2 separate regions of the Sus scrofa genome follow, and region 2 is linked to region 1. Evidence: chromatin contacts called from public promoter capture Hi-C data. All regions are on one chromosome and are shown on one strand. Each heading gives the region's core, a stretch centred on a gene start, on an enhancer-like site or on the middle of the called end of the contact. The rest is flanking DNA. Distances are from core to core; before and after follow the strand shown.

Evidence for each region. Promoter capture Hi-C pulls out the DNA fragments that hold promoters and counts their contacts.
Region 2: a contact with region 1 is called in a promoter capture Hi-C map of fetal liver, with 2.9 times the contacts expected there. The contact joins the promoter of NETO2 here to the promoter of PHKB in region 1. A contact is called at or near these places in 2 of 5 promoter capture datasets (fetal liver and liver), 1 of 47 Hi-C or Micro-C datasets (embryonic fibroblasts) and 2 of 2 datasets of contacts at active chromatin or transcription factors (alveolar macrophages and skeletal muscle).

What each region holds. Positions count from the first base shown.
Region 1 is chr6:37,191,545-37,196,003 of Sscrofa11.1, forward strand. It overlaps PHKB (phosphorylase b kinase regulatory subunit beta), which reads right to left and starts at 2,086. Exons shown (of 32, transcript XM_021094236.1): 1 at 1,940-2,086. It overlaps ITFG1 (T-cell immunomodulatory protein), which reads left to right and starts at 2,088. Exons shown (of 18, transcript XM_021094239.1): 1 at 2,088-2,523; 2 at 4,020-4,092. The coding sequence starts at 2,190.
Region 2 is chr6:37,441,383-37,445,841 of Sscrofa11.1, forward strand. It overlaps NETO2 (neuropilin and tolloid-like protein 2), which reads left to right and starts at 2,153. Exons shown (of 10, transcript XM_021094240.1): 1 at 2,153-2,549. The coding sequence starts at 2,516.

The sequences.
Region 1 (4,459 bases), core at 836-3,335:
ACTCAAAAAACTTTCCTTCACAATTATCAGAAGAATCTGAAACCTCAACTAATTTGGAGGGATGACTACAAATGGTATCTCTTTTACGGTTACAATAGAGACATAAACCAACAGCCAACATTTATACAAGGTACGCAACTACTTTGTACATGAAACTGGTTTTAAGTGGCTGCATTCAACAACAGTAAAATAAAATTTGAAGTTTTCCTCAGTAAAGAAAGAGAAGGTAGGTTTTCAAAGCTTACTGTTATGACATGCAGTTCTGAGGAAATTAAAAGACTGGAGAAGAAAATAAGCCCTATAGGTTTATTAAAGGAAAAGAGAAATGCTGTAAAATTATACGATGAGGGTAGAGCTCAGTTTCCTGTAAGAAAAGTCCAGTTACTCTTTGACCAGATATTATCAACCCAATAACACTTTTTGTAGCTTAGAAAGACTCATTGTTAGTGGTCAACTCAATACTTTAATATGACATGAAAAGCCTGAGAAAAATGTGAAACAAAAATAAATGTGACTATATGGAATGGTTGGCCAACAGGGACCTGCTATATAGCACCGGGAACTCTATCCAATATTCTGTGATAGTCTATATGGGAAAAGACTGAAAAAGAATGGATGTGTGTACATGTACAACTGAGTCGCTTTGTTGTGCAACAGAAATTATCACAACATTGTAAATCAACTATACTTAAAAACATTAAAAAATGAAAAAAAAAAATGTGACTATTCCCAGTAACTGTACTGACCCTAAAATGTATTAAGGACTCATTTTTGAAAAATTCGTATTTTAGTGGTAGTTTTCCTTGAACCCTAAGTAAATAAGAGCAGAAATTTTTTTAAGGTTTAAAAAAACAGAATGAAATAAGCAACAAAGATTGGGTGCATTTCTCCTGTCAGGTTTATGAAATTAGATACTTTCGTCAAAACAACAATAACGACAACAGCGTGTTCAACAGATAATTAAGAATTCTCTTAATACCAATGAAAATGCAAAGTTTTCCTAGAGCTATGCTTTTCATTGTTCTTAGATGATCAACTTTGACATTAGCATCTCCCAGCACTAACTTACATAGTAACATCAATCCCTTAAAAGGGAAGATTCTTAGTTGAAGTTTTGTTAGTCCACCATGTTTCCTGTTTATAGGGATACTTTTAGCTCAAGATTACATCTAGCCAACCAGGAATAAGGGAAGTTTCAACCCTGGCTCTTAGACTGAGTTATCAGCCACAAGTGCTAACTTCGAGGTTGTGACTCTGCAATTTGAACAAGTCAGCTCAGGACACTTGAACAGTTATAACTGCTTGCACAGCGTGTTCTGACCTAGGTGGCCTCGCATTTAGGAGCCACAACTGGGAACTATGCGTCCTGCGGCCACTTGCCCAGGGAAGAGGTCTACTTCCTTCTGAGACTTAGCTATGCTCAACCTGACCCACTTCAAGGCCTGAGGCCCTGCCCCCCTCGATTTCTTCCACAAAGATAACTGGCTAGAGATCAGAACTTGTAATATGAAATGGACATATGAAATAAGGCAAAGAGTAGCCGCCGGTTTTCCAGGACGCGATTATAGCCGTATCTAAGAATGAAGCTAGCTGACTTGCAGGGAAGAACACACGCAGGGAGGACACTCTCAGGAATGTGGCGGCCTCCTGATTTCTAAGTAAGAAGACTCCAGGCAAAGTCAGCACAACACCTACTTTTCCAGTGGGAATACACACGCAATAAAGTTGGGGAAGCATAATGGGGTAAGGTGTGCCCACCACCTAATTTCTAGACCTGGGGGAAGACATCAAGAGGAAGGCAGGGACGACTGCCTGTCCTAAGGGGAAGTATTCGGGCACAGGTTCATTCCAGGACCCCTACGTGCCTCCCGCCCAAGGCGCTCGAGGGGGAGCACCACCTACGGTGCGCGTGAAGGGGTGGCGCCCCAGACAGCCAAACCTGAGCGCTTGGTCCGGGCCCTTCGCTCCAAGACCTTCCAGCTCACTTCGGGCCTGAGCCCCGCCATCGCGATCGGGCCGCTGCTTTGGCCGCCGCCCCCAGGGCCGCTTGTCAGCTCCGCCCGGCCGGCCCCGCCCCCCCGCGCGACACTGTCGGGAGGCGCGCCGGCCGGAAGTGAGCGCGAGGACGAGCTTCGCCCTGGCTCCGCGGCGTCCCGAGCGTCAGAGGGGCAGCCCTAGGGGAGAGTGCGATGGTAGCCGGCCGCAGCCGTACGGACGTCCGGGCTGCGCTGTTTGTCTCTCGGCCGGCAGCACGGTGCTTTCCGGCTGCCGTCAAGCGCGGCAGTGGGCTGGAGGGCGGGGGCCGAGGGGCTGCCATGGCGGCGGCGGGCCGGCTGCCGGGCTCCTGGGTGCTGCTGGCGCCGCTGCTTGGGGGGCTCGCGCTGCTGGGAGTCGGGCCAGTCCCCGCGCGGGCGCTGCACAACGTCACGGCCGAGCTCTTTGGAGCCGAGGCCTGGGGCACCGTGGCGGCCTTCGGAGACCTCAACTCTGACAAGCAGACGGACCTCTTCGTGCTGCGGGAAAGTCAGTGCTTGCCCGGCCCTCCCTCTGTCCGCGTACTCCTCCTGGTGTTCCCCACACCCCTTGCCCGGATGGCCAGTCCTCCTGCATTTCCCGGACCTTCTCTCCCAGCCCTCTCTGACTTTATTTCCAGCATCGTTGATAGCTTGCGGGTTTTCTACATCTTATTCAAACCCAGATCCCGACCCTAACACTCCACAGTTTGATCCACTCCCACCAGCCTTAGAAACACGGCAGTCTTGTTTTGTTTTCTTTCCCTGATAGGACCCAGCCTTCACTCGTCCATCCGCGTTTTCCTTACGGAATCACCTGCCTTCCAAAGGCCTTCCTGATTCCCAGCAATCTTTGTAGCTTGCCTCTAAGTTCCTTCCCAAGGCCCCGTCATTCCTATCTGCTTTACTTCCTCCAGCCTCCCTTCCCCTTTGATCAGCTGCAGAAGGTGCAACTTGACAGTTTCCTCCAATAGAGGACTCCTCCTTGCCCCCTAATAAATCCAGTGTCTTATTGGAAAAGGATTTTTAAACTGCAGGGTTCTCCCTTTTGTGTGCATAAGATTTCCTTGCTTTGGCCACCACCCTAGACTCCAAATCTCTTCTTTCTTCAGCTCGAGGTTCATGGGAGTTCTTTAACATCACTAAACAAACTTTTGTAAATCTTGATGCTTAGGGCATTAGAGGCTGTGAAAGAAGGCAGTGAAGCCCTTATACAGAGTTTGATGGGGTGTCGGCCCAAATCTTTGGGGGCCCTTGCCAGGGCCCCAGAGCCTCTTGTGGACCCTGAATGTTTTCCATATCTTTGTATAGCTCCATGTACTGCAAGAAGAGTGCCTTCCGCCTAACCTTTAGCTATTCCATCCTAACTGCATACGGGGACTCTCCCCTTTAAATATGCCCTGTGTTTTGAATAAACTGTCTCGAAAGTCTGATCCAATGAGTGCACTTTGAGCTCCAAAAATGCATCAACCTGGGGGATGGTTCTACAGGAGACACAAAAAAACAGTCTTTGATTCAAGTTTTTCTGCTTAAATACAAAGTCACTTCCTCGTTACTACTCAGATACCTACATACGATAGGAGGTCTTATGTCCTTGATGTGATGCATCCATATGATGAAGTAAATACCCTTGTAAGGAGGCTGAGGTGTTGGGTTTGAGGAAGGCAAGACTTAATACATAGTATAGTTATAATGCATATTCTTTGTATGCTTCTTTTAAGTCAATCGGTATGACTCTGGCAGAAGCCATTGGCTTCAATTTGTCTTGACCAACTATATTTTTCCATGTTTATCCTTCTAATTTCTCTGCTGCTTTGAATACTGAATTCTTAAAAGCTGTTAGGAATCTCCATTCCAGCAGTCTAATAGGACCAGCCTTGAGAGGGCAGGTATACTAGAGTAAAATAAAAGTTTTCTTGTTGAAAACAGTGCCCAGAAATCTTCTTGTAAGCACTGATTGGATGTCTTACCAGGAATATTTTTCTAATATATATTCACTTCTTTTAGGAAATGAGTTAATCGTCTTTTTGGCAGACCAGAACGCACCCTATTTTAAACCCAAAGTAAGGGTATCCTTGAAGTAAGTACAAATGTATTCGTTTCTGTAAAAGTCATTACTGTAATAATAGATATGCAATAACTAGTTGGATTGTCTTTGAAGTCAGTTTAACTGTAATGCGATGTTGTGATATAAAACCACTAATTGTGAGTAATGAAGCACCTAATTTATTAGGAAAATTTGTGAGCATACCAAGATTTACTTTAAAAAATAAATAAATTTGGGTGAATCCAAGTCTGTTCCCACATGAGCACTGTCTGCAATTTGATATGCTTTCTTGAATTCTTTGCGGATTGTCCCTCATCCTGAGTGTGCTTATGGGAGTAGCTCACTCACACACTCACCATGTCAACTATGTGTTTTTTCGTTGGTTCAAGGGAAGAGTTTG
Region 2 (4,459 bases), core at 903-3,402, 250 kb after region 1:
CTGGAACTCCTCTGCTCCACTATTAAAAACTGCCTTTGGCCTCCTGAGTCAAGCACAAACTCCTCCACCTAGCATTCAAGCAAGAACCTCCATAATCAAAGCCCACCATATTCAGCTCTGTCTTCACTACCAGACACAACCCTTGCCCCAAATGTGATGCTCACCCCTGCTCCTTGCTCGACATGTAAGCTCTTCTGCCCTCTCTCCTCTCCACCGGCATCCACAACCTTTTCATTCTTTGCGTGTCACCTCCTTCATGAAGCATTCTCTGATGACATCATACACACATGGATTCTTCCTGCAGTCAACAACTAACTATGCATTGAGAGCCATTACTCCAGAAACTGAGAGGGCTCCTTCTTCCCAATCCTTTTTGTCCATCATTGTCTGTGACTTATATTTATAACACTCTTATTACTGTCTAGACTCCCAATATGTCACTTTATTATATTTGTGGAAAAGGTTCTTAAATGTTCTATTTACAGGTTGGTTCCCGTGTGCAACCTCCTATGTACTTAACTGTAGGTGATTTGTCCCTAGGAAGCCACAGACACACCTTATATACCTTCCACAGCACATGGCAAAGGGCTAAATACCTTGACATTCTTGATATTAAATGTGTTTTCATTTGTAAACTTGTTAATAACTTACTTTCGGAGGGAGAGAAGGAAAGAGAGATATTTTCAGTTGCTGCAATTGCCCTTAAATTGTCCTTTAACTTGTTAGACTAATATTTATGGAATTCCTACTGTATGTCAGATACAGGCATAAATATTCTAGTAGATAGGACCTTAATCAAGGGTGTTTCCCCAGCACCCATCACCATTTTCCACACACAACTGACAGTCCATAAATATGTGTTAAAGGAATATATTAATATGGCCTCCTTGCCCTCAAGCACCTTACAGTTTAATGGGGGGGGGGGTTGAATGAGATACAAACGATGAACAAGTAAACAAGTAGATGGGCAAGGTAATCACTATGGAGAAAATAAAACAGGAGAATCAATAGCACATTCTATGCAGTGGTTTGCAGGTTTGGAGGGGGTTTGTTTGTTTGTTTCGTATTTTGGTCTTTTCTAGGGCCGCATCCGCGGCTCATGGAGGTTCCCAGGCGAGGGGTCTAATTGGAGCTGTAGCCACAGGCCTAGGCCTGAGCGGGATCCGAGCCACGTCTGCGACCTACACCACAACTCACGGCAACGCCAGAGCCTTAACCCACTGAGCAAGGCCAGGGATTAGAACCTGCAACCTCATGGTTCCTAGTCGGATTGTTAACCACTGCGCCAAGATGGGAACTCCAGATTTGGGGGGTTTATTAGCAGAGTCAAGCGATCACATCACCATCGTTTAGGGGTAAGGAGGGCAGCCTCTGGAGGCAGATTTCCTAGGTTCACCACCTCACCTCCCTCACTTGCTGTGTGGCTCTCGACAAATTACTTAACCTTCCTGGCCTCCTTTTTCCCATTCTCTAATAGTACCTATCCCACAGCAGGTGAATCGAGGACTGCAGAGTTGACATGTGAAGTGTTTGCTACTGTGCCTCGCAATCTGGACAGCGGTCGGTCGTATGAGTCATCGTTACCGTCGGTCAGGTCAACTCACCTCGCGCTACAGGCAGGCGAGAACCTCAGCCCCGCTCTGTCCTGAAGCCCCCAGATCCGCATTCCCCCGCCGAGGAGGTAGTGGAGCTGGCCTGAGCCGGGCAGTGTTCTGACCTTGAATTGAGGTCCTAGGAGAGAGGTCGAGAGGTCGGTGCCCCCTTTCCGTCTGCGAAGGCAGACGGAGGCGGGCAGACGGACCTGGGCTGCAGAGCGGAGCTGGGGGCGGATCTCCGCCCCTCCCTCCGGTCAGAGGGCTCGAGGACTCGGACTCATTCACCGGGCAGCGGCCGGGGGCGGGCCGGTCTCACGCTCGGAGCTGGCCTTTCCGGGGCGGACGGACAGCACCGCCGGGACCTCCTCGCCCCGCCCCCAGCCCAACGGTAGCCGGAGGGACGCACCGCCCACCCAGGGTGCGAGGCCGCGGGCGGGCTCGCCAGGCGATTGGCCGGGAGGGGTGCGAGGGGCACACGGGCGGGGCGGGGGGCGGGCACTTGCGCGCAGGCGGCGCGGCCGGCACGCGGCGCTCGAGCTCCCTGCTTAAATGAGCCTGGGCTCCCCGCGCCCGCCACTTCAGCGGGGCCAGCGCCGCGGCTGTGAGCGGAGCGCTCTGCGCCGCTCCGGTCCTTGGCGTCCGCGCGCCTCAGCTCCGGGGTGGTCGATGGGACGGAGCGCCGCGGAGCAGGAGGCGGCGTCCGTCGGGGAGCTGGGGCAGCGCGGGAGCCCGCCGCGGGACTCCGGCATGGCGGGCCGCAGGACCTGAGCCCTGCCCCCGCGGGGAGCAGCCTGGTGGAGGGCGATGGGGACGGAGCGGAGCTGCCGCCGCGCCGGGCCGTGAGCGCCGCGCCTCCGCCACCGCCTCCACCTTCTCGCTGCCGCCTCGGCCCCTCGCGAAGCGCCGGGCCGCTGGGGAACATGGCCCTGGAGCAGCTCTGCTCGGTCCTCAAAGGTAAGCGCCGGGGGCCGCGGACGGCGCCCCCTGCGGGCGAGGCCGGCGTCTTCGCGTCCCTGCCCGGTGCCGGGCGCCCGACGCGCCCCTTTGTCTGGCGCGAGCGGACCGCGGAGCCCACTCCCGCCGGGCTCGACTCGCTCCCCGAGCGCTTCTCTCCAGCCTTCTGCGTGCTTAGCAGGCTGTGGCGGGGGAACCGGGGAGCGCATCGGGACCCGGCGGCCCGGCGGGCCCTCCGAGCTGTGCCTTCGCGCCTCTTCCTCGGAATTCCGCGCATCGCTTTGCAAAGTTGTGGGGTTCCTGAGAGTGGAGCGAAGGCCGATCTTTTTGAGCATTAAGAACAGAAAGTCATTCCGAGCAAACAATAAAAACCCCAGCTGAGGTGTCGAGGAGCAGTTCTCGAAAAGCCCCTCGGTGGCGGCTAGTGGAACGGCCTGCCCGCGGGCCGGGTCCCACCTGCTGCGGCCGCGGAGGCTGCGGCACCACTGCGGGCGCCGATATCGGCCCGGCCAGTTGCCGCTGCTCCGGCTGCGCCCAGGCGCTTCCTGGGACCTCAGGATACCCTGCGCCGGTGCCTGGTTCTTTGTGATTTGTTGTACTGAGAATTAAAACAGTCCGCTTGCCAAACACAAAGCGCTAAGACCTACTAGAGCTGCTTTGCATTTTCCAGGAGGTGTTATTTTAGATTAAAATTTATATATATGGGTAATTAAGACTGATTCAAAGTTGCTTCTGAAAATTGGACTGAGTAAATCCTTTTTTTGGTCCTCGGAGGAAAATACCACCAATAAAGGGCTTCCCTTTTCCCCTGATGGCTTGAAAACTGAATAGCTGTGTATTTGTAATGTTATGAAATATTTCCTTTTTTAAGATATTGGGTAAGGAGTTAAGGTATTGATTATAGTGTCATATATCGCTTTTCATTGTCTCTTGATGTTCGTACAGAGCAAAATCTTGGTGTTTTTTTCCACTCCATATCAACACTTTTTTCAAATTTGTTTTACTGGAAAATTCAGTGTAATTTTGCCTTTAATTTTAATTGCACAAATTATCTACTCTCCAGGTGCTCCTAAATTCATAACTGAGATTTCAGCAGTTTGTTTACCCACTGTATACTTACATGTACAGTTTGTATTAAGGTAACGTAGGACTTTTCTATCTAGTGATTGTTTCCCCGAATTCCCATAAATTCTTGATGATTTCTTTATTATATTAAAATTTAAAACTCTGAAATCCATTTCTGTAGTCTTTGCTATCTGTAACTCCAAATTTATATCTCCGTTCCTTGGAAATTAAGATTTTTGTTTTACTTTTTTTTCAAAATAAATCGTACGCACGGTAGCGGTCTGATAGTGCTTATCTGAATTGACTTCGTTGTTCTGATTGCCTTAGGATGTTCAGTATCATAATGGCATTCCATCTGAGTAGCCCCCTCTGGGGAGAAATCACGTAGCTCTATTATACAGCTTTACCTGCAGAACTTGACGAAACTGAGCTGGATAGGACAGAATCTCTGATACTCCTGGAATGGTGAAGGGTTTTGCAGCTTTTCTGCCTTTGCTTTTGTCGTTGGTACACACTGCCCTCTCTGGCCACCGTGGTGAAGCATTTTAGTTGTACCTTTTAGGAAAAGAGTCTATGGTTGATGACAGAACTACAGTGAAAACAATGTAGTATCTGTATCTGGCTTTTCTTTTTTTTTTGATGTTACCCAGCCTACACTATTTTTATTTTTACCTGTTAGTGTATTTTTAAAGCTCAAGCTAAGTTGTTGTTATTGTTAGGCTTGCTAGAGAGGAAGCAAGCTTTTTTAAAGTCTTCTAAAGTTTATGTATAGGTGCGTGTAAATTTAGAGAATTGGTCTGGAAATGTTCGAGAAATTAACAAAAGTTGATTCTGAGAAGGAGACT